Regions from separate parts of the Sus scrofa genome. Here all the other regions are linked to region 1. A link is a contact called in public HiChIP or PLAC-seq data. All regions are on one chromosome and are shown on one strand. Each heading gives the region's core, a stretch centred on a gene start, on an enhancer-like site or on the middle of the called end of the contact. The rest is flanking DNA. Distances are from core to core; before and after follow the strand shown. Region 1 has its middle 500 kb from the start of QKI. Region 2 has its middle 360 kb from the start of QKI. Region 3 has its middle 280 kb from the start of QKI.

Region 1 (2,762 bases), core at 3-2,502:
TACTGGGTGTGAGCATTTTAGGTGATAGGATAAGTAGTCAGGGGCCTCAGAGACACAGAAGATCTGCATTAGACAAGAACACTTGCTTATTCAAAGGTAATCTAAACAATCAGAACTTTGGAAATATTTCAAACCGGGCATCCTGCAAAATTAAAAATTTCTCATTCCATTTTGTGTTTTCTGGTAAGGATCCCTTTTGCTCTGTCACAGTTACAAAATGATCAGTTTATGATCCCAAAGGAATATTTTTAAAGTAGGAGACTTCAAGAGAAAACCATATAATCCTAATAAAAATAAGATACCTTACTTTTCTGATTTTATGGGAAGGGTTTGTTCTCATAATATCTGTATATGACCAGGTCACTTTTTTTCCAATACAGAATCAATACTTCATTTGCCTACATTTGCCTCTTAAGTCTTATTTAAAAAAAACAAAAACAAAAACAAAAACTGCCAGTTGTTAAAACAAAGCATGTATATAGAAGCTAAGGAAAGCTAATCTCTATAATGTATGAATGAACCTAGGTCTAAACAAAGATATTGATAAGATTAGGACAAACACTCAAGATGAATTCAGTTCAAGATGAATTTTTAAAAAGGAATCACTAAGTGCTGTATCTCTCAGCACAGTTAAAAACAACAGTAAAAAAATATTGATAAGAAGTAGGCTTCAATTTTATATACTCTGGTAAATTTAGAATAAAATTGAAGTAAAATATTCTTCAAAACAGAACTCTTAGAAGAAAAGAGTAGATTTCCTACACTGATAGTCTACAAAGCACTTCCCAAAATATTCATAAAGTATCACACCATAAAGGTCCACAGCCGAACAAGTTTAGGGAAAATTCTGTGTGTTGTTTGAAATAATCTTTTCCTCTTAAAGGCTCTGAGAAGTTCTGCAAGAAAGAATCATGTTTTATTGTATTTAATTCACCATTTTCAAAACGTTCTTAAGGATAAGACACCATTTCTTCCTGCATCTCTGAAGAATATTCCTCAAGAAATACTAATCTGAGAAACAGTCTGATTTAAAGAGATCAGAGTCTCTGTGTTTATCACCCAAACTTTCAAAAGGACATGACGAGCTATTGAAAAACATTCCTTGAGATATTAACTCTTGCTGTTAGTCAAAAGCATGTCATCCATTTTTTTTCACAGCATAGGTTATAATTTGACCTCCTGGTCTCCCAGCTCTCTAGAGACCCTCACGTTTTCCCTGGCAATCCAGTCCCCAGAAATTCCAGCAGGGGGCTCTGTCTGCTAGTGCTGACCCTGAAGGACCTGAAGGCGGTTCAAGGTTAAGATGTCTCAACGACTAACAAGCTGGAAATGTCATCTGGCCTGTTAGGACACAGCATTACAAAAGTATGATCATGGTTCAAGAATGTTGCCATGAGAGAAATCAGTGCTCAGAATTTTATTATTAGGTGTTGCCATGTGTACATTTTCAAATATAGCTAAGAGGTCCCAACAGGGGAAAAAACAGAAACCAAGGAGTATTTTTATAAAATAAAATATAAAATAATTATGACTTATACTGAAAACAATTTCAAAAACTTAAAAGTTTCCCTACGCGATTGGCAACTCAAGGATGCTAGAGTTCTATCAAAAATAGTGCAGGAAAAAAACCCAAACTGTGAAAGTAAAACTGAAAGTCCGTGACATAAGTGACTCATACTGAGATGGACAAATACAACTCTTTAAAAATAATCTCCCCAAAGGAAGGAAGCACAAGGGTACATTGGCGAAGTTCACGTCCGTAATCTAGGTTATTTTCTCTTTTCCCATCTTGCCCTCCCCATCTTCCCCCTCAAAACAGTGTTTTAAACACTTACAAATTAGGTTATAAAGAGATAAAAAAAAAACTTCTGATTCTAACGGAAAGCAGCACCACTTTAGCCAGAATAGTGGGAAAGATGACAAATAAAGTACCCTGACAAGAGGGTCAGAAATAAAAAACAGACTAAGTGGACACACAAAGCTTTTCACTCTTGCCTTAGGCACCAGAGAGGGTGGCTGCTTGGAGGGGTGTTTATTTCCACTGGGAAAGAAATCTGTAGCACGGCAGGTGCAAGTGGCTAATAAATTATGACATTTGCAGGAGGGTGGAACAATTTATTCCTTCCCAAGCCTCAGGAGAGTTTGTGTGTAAAACACCCTCACATGTGCACACACACACACACACACACACACACACACACAACATTTCACCAGTCAAGCAGTCAAACCTTTACCATTCCTTTAGTGAAACGCCAAAACTCTCTCTGTAAAGAAACTCTATATGAGACAAGGGCACTGCACTCTCATTTTCCCATAAATGTGGATGCTTCTGAGAATGAGATGGTTTTCATCCAGCATTGTGATTTCGTTATAAGTCAGTGTCATGTAAAGATGTTTCTCCCACATACTCTATACTCTCCTGGATTTCATTTTGTCCCAGGGAAGTGCTTGTTGGAATGAATGCTACATGTATACTGTAAACTGTGTGCCAAAGGCAGACTGGGGAAAAAACAGCATAACTTAAGAAAATAATAACATTTTCCCACAAAGGGACCTTTCCCTTTCACCTTTCACTGGAAAACGTGGCCATGGGGAGAGGGTTCCACTGCTCTGAGCCTTCCTCACCCAAGGAAGGTTGGCTGTTTCCAGCAGCCAGCATGAGGATCTGGGTGGAATAACAGCGTCCTGCTGAAAGCGAGGAGACAGAGCCACAGAGTCATCAGAAACCCACATCTGCCACTCCCCAGACCCACAGCCCATCC
Region 2 (2,700 bases), core at 89-2,588, 140 kb after region 1:
GCTCTGGCGTAGGCCAACAGCTGTAGCTCCAACTAGACCCCTAGCCTGGGAACCTCCATATGCTGCGGGTTCGGCCCTAAAAAGACAACAAGACCAAAAATAAATAAATAAATAAATAAATAAAGATACCCCCCAAAGCAATTAGTGCCAGTTTCTCTGTATCATTGCCAATTTGAAAAATGTTACTTCATTTTAGATTTAATTGGAATATTTCTGATACGTGAGGTTGAACATCTTTTTTTCTGTTTAAGGGCTACTTGATTTTTCTTCACTATGACAGATTATAACCTTGACCCATTTTTCCAAAGGATTGTTGATAATTTTCTTATAGATTTGTAGGGATTTGTAGGGGTTCTTCATGTATTAAAGAAATTAAGTTCTTGTGAAATATTGCAATCATTTTTAATTTTTATTTCATTTGTGATGTTCTTGCCGTGCACAATTTTCTTTAGTTTTAAGTAACCAGTCTGGGGTCAAATTTATAGAATTTTCCTGTGCTGACATTATTTTTTTTAATTTTTCCATGTCATCGTCTAACAACTTTAGTAATTTTATTATTGCACATACAAGTTCACTAGGAACTTATTTGGATGGCAAATAGGAAATTCAACTTTCATTTTTTCCAGATGTTGTACTGTAATTGTTCCAATGCTCTTTTATTGAATAACAGCATTTTCTCCACTGATTTGAAATCCCACTTTTATAATAAATACCTAGAATGCTTGGGGCTATTGTGGTCACATTGATCTATTTATACAGTAACCATATTATTACGGTTAACAAGTCTTCTCAAAATCTATCTGATTTAGATAAGCAGCCTTCCACTTAACAAACACATACTCAAAATGTATTGACTGTTAGGTATTGCACAGTGCTGTGGGTATTACCTGCTCAGATGCTTCGAGAACTATGCTTCTGCTACCTCAGATGGGACTAAGGGGATTGATTATTGGATGGGCTTTGCTTTTAGCTGGTAAATCCTGAGATAACAGGAGACCTTTGCATTGGTGTCCAAAGTCACACCCCCCAGAAGTCAACAGCTGAATTTCAGTAAGTCCATATATGATCAAAATCCTGTCCTAGAGCCAGCAATTCACTTTGGTTTGAAATCTAAGCCGCAGGCAACAGCTGTTTCTGAGCCTTACGCAAGCACAGAGACTTACTCACAGTGACCTTCACAGCTGGGAGTTTCAAATAGACTATTCTTTCAAACCAGTTGTTCCCTGAAACATTTGTCCCGTCTGCCCAGGGTTTTCCAGAGTTGGACCAGAATTGCTGGAGTCCTTCTGTTGTTACACCCTGCAGCCCAGGCCAGCTGCCAGCCCAGGGCCATCAGTGAATCTGAGGCCTGGCCCACATGGTATCAACTTACTTGCAGCTGTTCTTACCAGAGCTCAGTAGGCCCCCGGCATAATTCCCCTAAGTATTTAAAAAAAAAAAAAAAAAAAAAAAAAAAAAAAAGACTTTCTTTCTATGACTTTGTGGGAACATGCGCTAGGCTATTTGCTTTCTTATGGACAATGCTGGACACAGGGAGATAAACTCAGAGTCCAACCAGACCACACAAAATTAATTGATCATTAAGGTGAAAGTTTCACATGAGGTGGGGAAATAACATGCTTTTACAAAATGTCGTGTGTTTAAGGATCTGGAAGGGTTTGCAAGTATTAAACATTCTTCCACTTTACTACACCCACGGAGACGGAATGGCTAGACGATGCGAACATTCCCTTTTGAAAAACAAAGAAACAGGGTGATTGATGACCTCAGGTGGAAAAGAGCAAAGCAAAGGATATTATGCAAGTATTTTTGGACAATCAGCTATTTCAATACAAAGGGAGAGAAGTTCTTGATTAGGCGAGCCCTGATAATTAAGGGTGACCCTCACTGAGAGAAATTTATTCAGTTTATCCAATAGTCAAGAATGAAAAGCCATCTCACCTGAGAAGGTGCAGCGTAAGCAAAATGAGGCTTTTCATGGAACCTCCAAATTGGAAACACAATTTTGACAAACTTAATTTGATGAGAACCTCATATAATATGCATTTTCTTCTCATGCATGTGTTTTTGTCAAACTCTTAGAAGATACTATTATTTTTAGGGTATTACTCATTCTTTAAATCTCTTAAAGGTTAAAACAATGTAAAGAAGCCTCTCAATGTCAAATGCCTTTTTCAGTTGAAAAAAATCCCAAGGCATCTAAGAGAGTCACTAAAATGCATGAATGTGCTTGGAGCAAAAACAAAACCAACGTGAATGGAACACCAGAAAAGACGAGAGGGTACTTCAGATTATTTCTGAAACTAATAGGAGTGATGACCTAATGAAAAGTACTTTTATTGACCTCAACTCAGCATTGGACCTTAGGAACCAAATTAGGAGCCAATTCCCTCAATAAACTGCGAATTATTTTTGAAAGAGGAAGTGTGAGAGTTGCAAATGGCTCAGCGCCACACGAGTCAGTGTCTTTCGTTCAGATTTTCTGAGAAAAAAGTAAAAACCATCCTTTTGATACTAGTATCTTTGGGGACTATCATTGGACAAAGATGTCCTCTGTCTTGGTGTAAAATCCTAGCAATCGCTTTTTCCCTTTACATGTGAAAGTGTATAATATAAAGATTTGCACTTGATCTGTCAAATGGTACCTTTCCATTCCTAAGGCAAGAGTATGGAGGACAAACTATTTACTCTGTCTTGGCA
Region 3 (2,779 bases), core at 31-2,530, 220 kb after region 1:
CCAGGTTCTTAACGTACTAGGCTACAGTGGGAACTCCCAAGGAGGATAAGCCACACTGAGGACTAACCCCCAGGACCTGCGCCCCAGACCAGAGGCCAGGCTCAGGAGCTAGGCCTCCCTCCCTCCGGAGACCTGCCAACACCCAGGCCTGCAGATGATGAGCTAGGGAAAATGATGGAATCTTGTTCCCATGAGCGTGTTCTCCAGCTGATGGCTCAATCCTGTCCCCAAACCCAGCGTGGCCACGTGTGGCCACGACAGAACAGCCCACAGCCAGAAGATCAGAAAAATGCTGTATTTTTCCCTATCCAAAATCTGATTTTTTTAAGACCAAATCAGCTGTAAGCCAGGAAAGAAAGATCATGCAAGAGGTCAGTGGCTGAAAACTACCCATACAAGCCCTCTCTGTCCTCCTGAAATAAAGGCCAGGAAGACTTTCTCTCTCCTGCCCCGGGCCTCTCCCTCCCTTTAGATGTAAATTTTCCACGACTGCCCTATTGCACGGGTGTCTCTGCGTTGGTGGGTCTCCTCCGCCAGAAACAGATTCCTGCGAACAAAGAGTCTGATTCATTTTCATTTGCTCCACAAAATTTGAGCCTCTGCACATAGTAGGCGCCCAAAGAGCTACTGAATTGTACAGAAGCAAACCAGATTGAACCGAATCGGAGCCTTGTCTAACCCTCTCTGGGAGCCCCCGAGACGCTGACACAAAGTCGGGGGTCGCCCTTTCCAACAAGGTGGCACAGTGCAGGGGCAGGAGCCCTCGGGTTTGATAACACCCTCCAAGCAGCTGCAAAGAGCAGAGGAGGCAGCGTCCCTGCCTCCCAGCTGTAGGTCGGCTGGAGTTGCCAAGCAGGATGTGGGCACACGGAGCAGCTGTGTTTCGGACACTCTGCGGCAGACGTACAATTTTCCCCGCAGCCCTGCCACAGAATTCCTTTCATTTCCAAACTCGTGATGTACATTAAAGGGTGGCCAAAGAGAACTTTGAAATCTGGCCTTCATCATTGCGGTCTTGTGCCAGTTCTTCCAAACCCTTTTTTTGTTGTTGTTGTTGTTACTTCTGAGCATCACTTTGCTGCCAGAAAAAGGATGTTTGCTTCAGAAATACTACAAAACTCAGAACTGGCAAGTGCAAATGGCTCTAAATTTAGGAAATATTATTCACCCAACCCATGTGCAAATAATATTTCTCTTCCCACCCTTCCAAGGCCTGCCTTGGCCCAGAAGTCAGAGTTTAGCGGAACCTCGGTCCCCCAAGCCTGTCCTGGGGCATGGGGTTGGGGGGCTGTGGGGGAGGGAGACAGGTGCTGCGCGCAGGCGCACTGCGCATGCGGCAGGGCCGCCCGGTCCCCAGCAGTGAACTGTGGCGGTGCCCCCCTCTTTTGGCAAAAGCAGAGCTGCGGTGGGTGGAGAAGAGGAAAACATCTGCCTTCCTCATCTGGCGTTCAACGTACGGCTTCCCTGAAGGACTCGGAGGGGAGAACAGAGCGTTCTAACTGGCTGGACACTCCTGCGTGGGCGGGCGGTGTGGAAAGCTCGTTTGTCCTGGGGTGCAGGGCATGAAGCCCTCGGACAACCGATCAGCAGGGCCAGATCTTGCCCTTGACCTCTCCCCCCACAATCCCCAAAGGTTGTGAGCATTGCTTTCACCCTCGGTGTCAACACCGTGGCGAACGCAGCCCGAATGCGCATGCTCTGTGCGCAGCAGGTGGAAGTTTCCCAAAGGACACACAGGGCACTTGAGCGCGACTTAAGTAATGCCAGGAAGGAAAGAACCAGGGGGTCTTGGGCTTTGTGTGCCTTATGTCGATCATGACTTTGAAGCCTGAAGGCGTCTTGTTTCCTCCATCACATGCTGCTCCCCCGTTTCAGATGACAGTTCATCTCATTTTGGTTCCTCTGACCATTACTCATTTTGGCCGTCCTTCCAGATGCTCCGAGAGCCGCTCCAAGGTCATCCATCGCCAGGATGCTAGGGGCTGGTGTTACAAGGGGCTCTGATCCGCAGGTTAAGGCACAGGCAGAAAGTTCCGCGTGAAGTTAGTCCAACGTTGGCAAGTAGCCAAGATGGGGGGAGGGGCGTCGGTACAGATAAGCCAGCTTCCCCCAGCCTGCTGCCGGGAGAGACTGGGTTCACACTCGGGGCAGTTTTCCCTTCAAGGAGTAAGAAAGAGGACTTGCTATTCTTGAGCTGATTGAAGTTTTAGTTTAAAAAAAATTAAAAGGCTTGTATGAAAGCAGGAAATAGGACAGGAAGTCCTAGAAGTAACCAAACTAATCAGGGTAGCCCCGCCTCGGCTACAACCAAGGTCTCCTGTGGTCCAGAGGCCACCCGCCCTCCCCACCCTGAGCTGGGCGTATGCCTGTGAATCACGTGATGTAGGGAGGCACAGATTCCTGGCAGGGTCTGCGGCTGTGGGTCTGAGCACAGCCCAGGATTCTGTTTGTGTGTTTGATAATCTCCAGGTGATCTGGATACACAGCCAGATTTAGACTTATCTCCAGAACTCAGACTTGCTGATTTTCTTCCCATATCTATGAAATGCAAATGTTGGGTTTTGTTATTAAAAAAAAAAAAGGATTGAAAATCGATTATAAAACTCAAGGAAAATGTTCTGGGCTATTTAAATACAAGTTTTACTTGAGTATTATTTTGGCGTTCATTTTGTGGGCCATACCAGTTTGTGAACATTCTATAAGGTTTTCATAAGGCATTTTATATTCATAATCAAGTTTTGAGAGGGCCCCTGTAGCTAATATGTCTCAAAATCAGTTT

The links. HiChIP or PLAC-seq counts read pairs in DNA pulled down with a chosen protein or histone mark.
Region 2: a contact with region 1 is called in an H3K27ac HiChIP or PLAC-seq map of skeletal muscle. The contact joins two enhancer-like sites. A contact is called at or near these places in 4 of 47 Hi-C or Micro-C datasets (embryonic fibroblasts, heart right ventricle and skeletal muscle) and 1 of 2 datasets of contacts at active chromatin or transcription factors (skeletal muscle).
Region 3: a contact with region 1 is called in an H3K27ac HiChIP or PLAC-seq map of skeletal muscle. The contact joins two enhancer-like sites. A contact is called at or near these places in 10 of 47 Hi-C or Micro-C datasets (brain, embryonic fibroblasts, fetal heart ventricle and 5 more) and 1 of 2 datasets of contacts at active chromatin or transcription factors (skeletal muscle).

What each region holds. Positions count from the first base shown.
Region 1 is chr1:4,381,234-4,383,995 of Sscrofa11.1, forward strand. No RefSeq gene overlaps it. Among named protein-coding and RNA genes, the nearest start is that of QKI, 500 kb to the right of the region's middle. Within about 2 kb of position 1,253, at least 30 of the 83 cell types and tissues checked have an H3K27ac peak or open chromatin away from gene starts, as enhancers often do. A contact at or near this core is called in retroperitoneal adipose tissue, skeletal muscle and subcutaneous adipose tissue, where this site is marked.
Region 2 is chr1:4,523,448-4,526,147 of Sscrofa11.1, forward strand. No RefSeq gene overlaps it. Among named protein-coding and RNA genes, the nearest start is that of QKI, 360 kb to the right of the region's middle. Within about 2 kb of position 1,339, at least 8 of the 83 cell types and tissues checked have an H3K27ac peak or open chromatin away from gene starts, as enhancers often do. A contact at or near this core is called in skeletal muscle, where this site is marked.
Region 3 is chr1:4,598,546-4,601,324 of Sscrofa11.1, forward strand. No RefSeq gene overlaps it. Among named protein-coding and RNA genes, the nearest start is that of QKI, 280 kb to the right of the region's middle. Within about 2 kb of position 1,281, at least 24 of the 83 cell types and tissues checked have an H3K27ac peak or open chromatin away from gene starts, as enhancers often do. A contact at or near this core is called in retroperitoneal adipose tissue, skeletal muscle and subcutaneous adipose tissue, where this site is marked.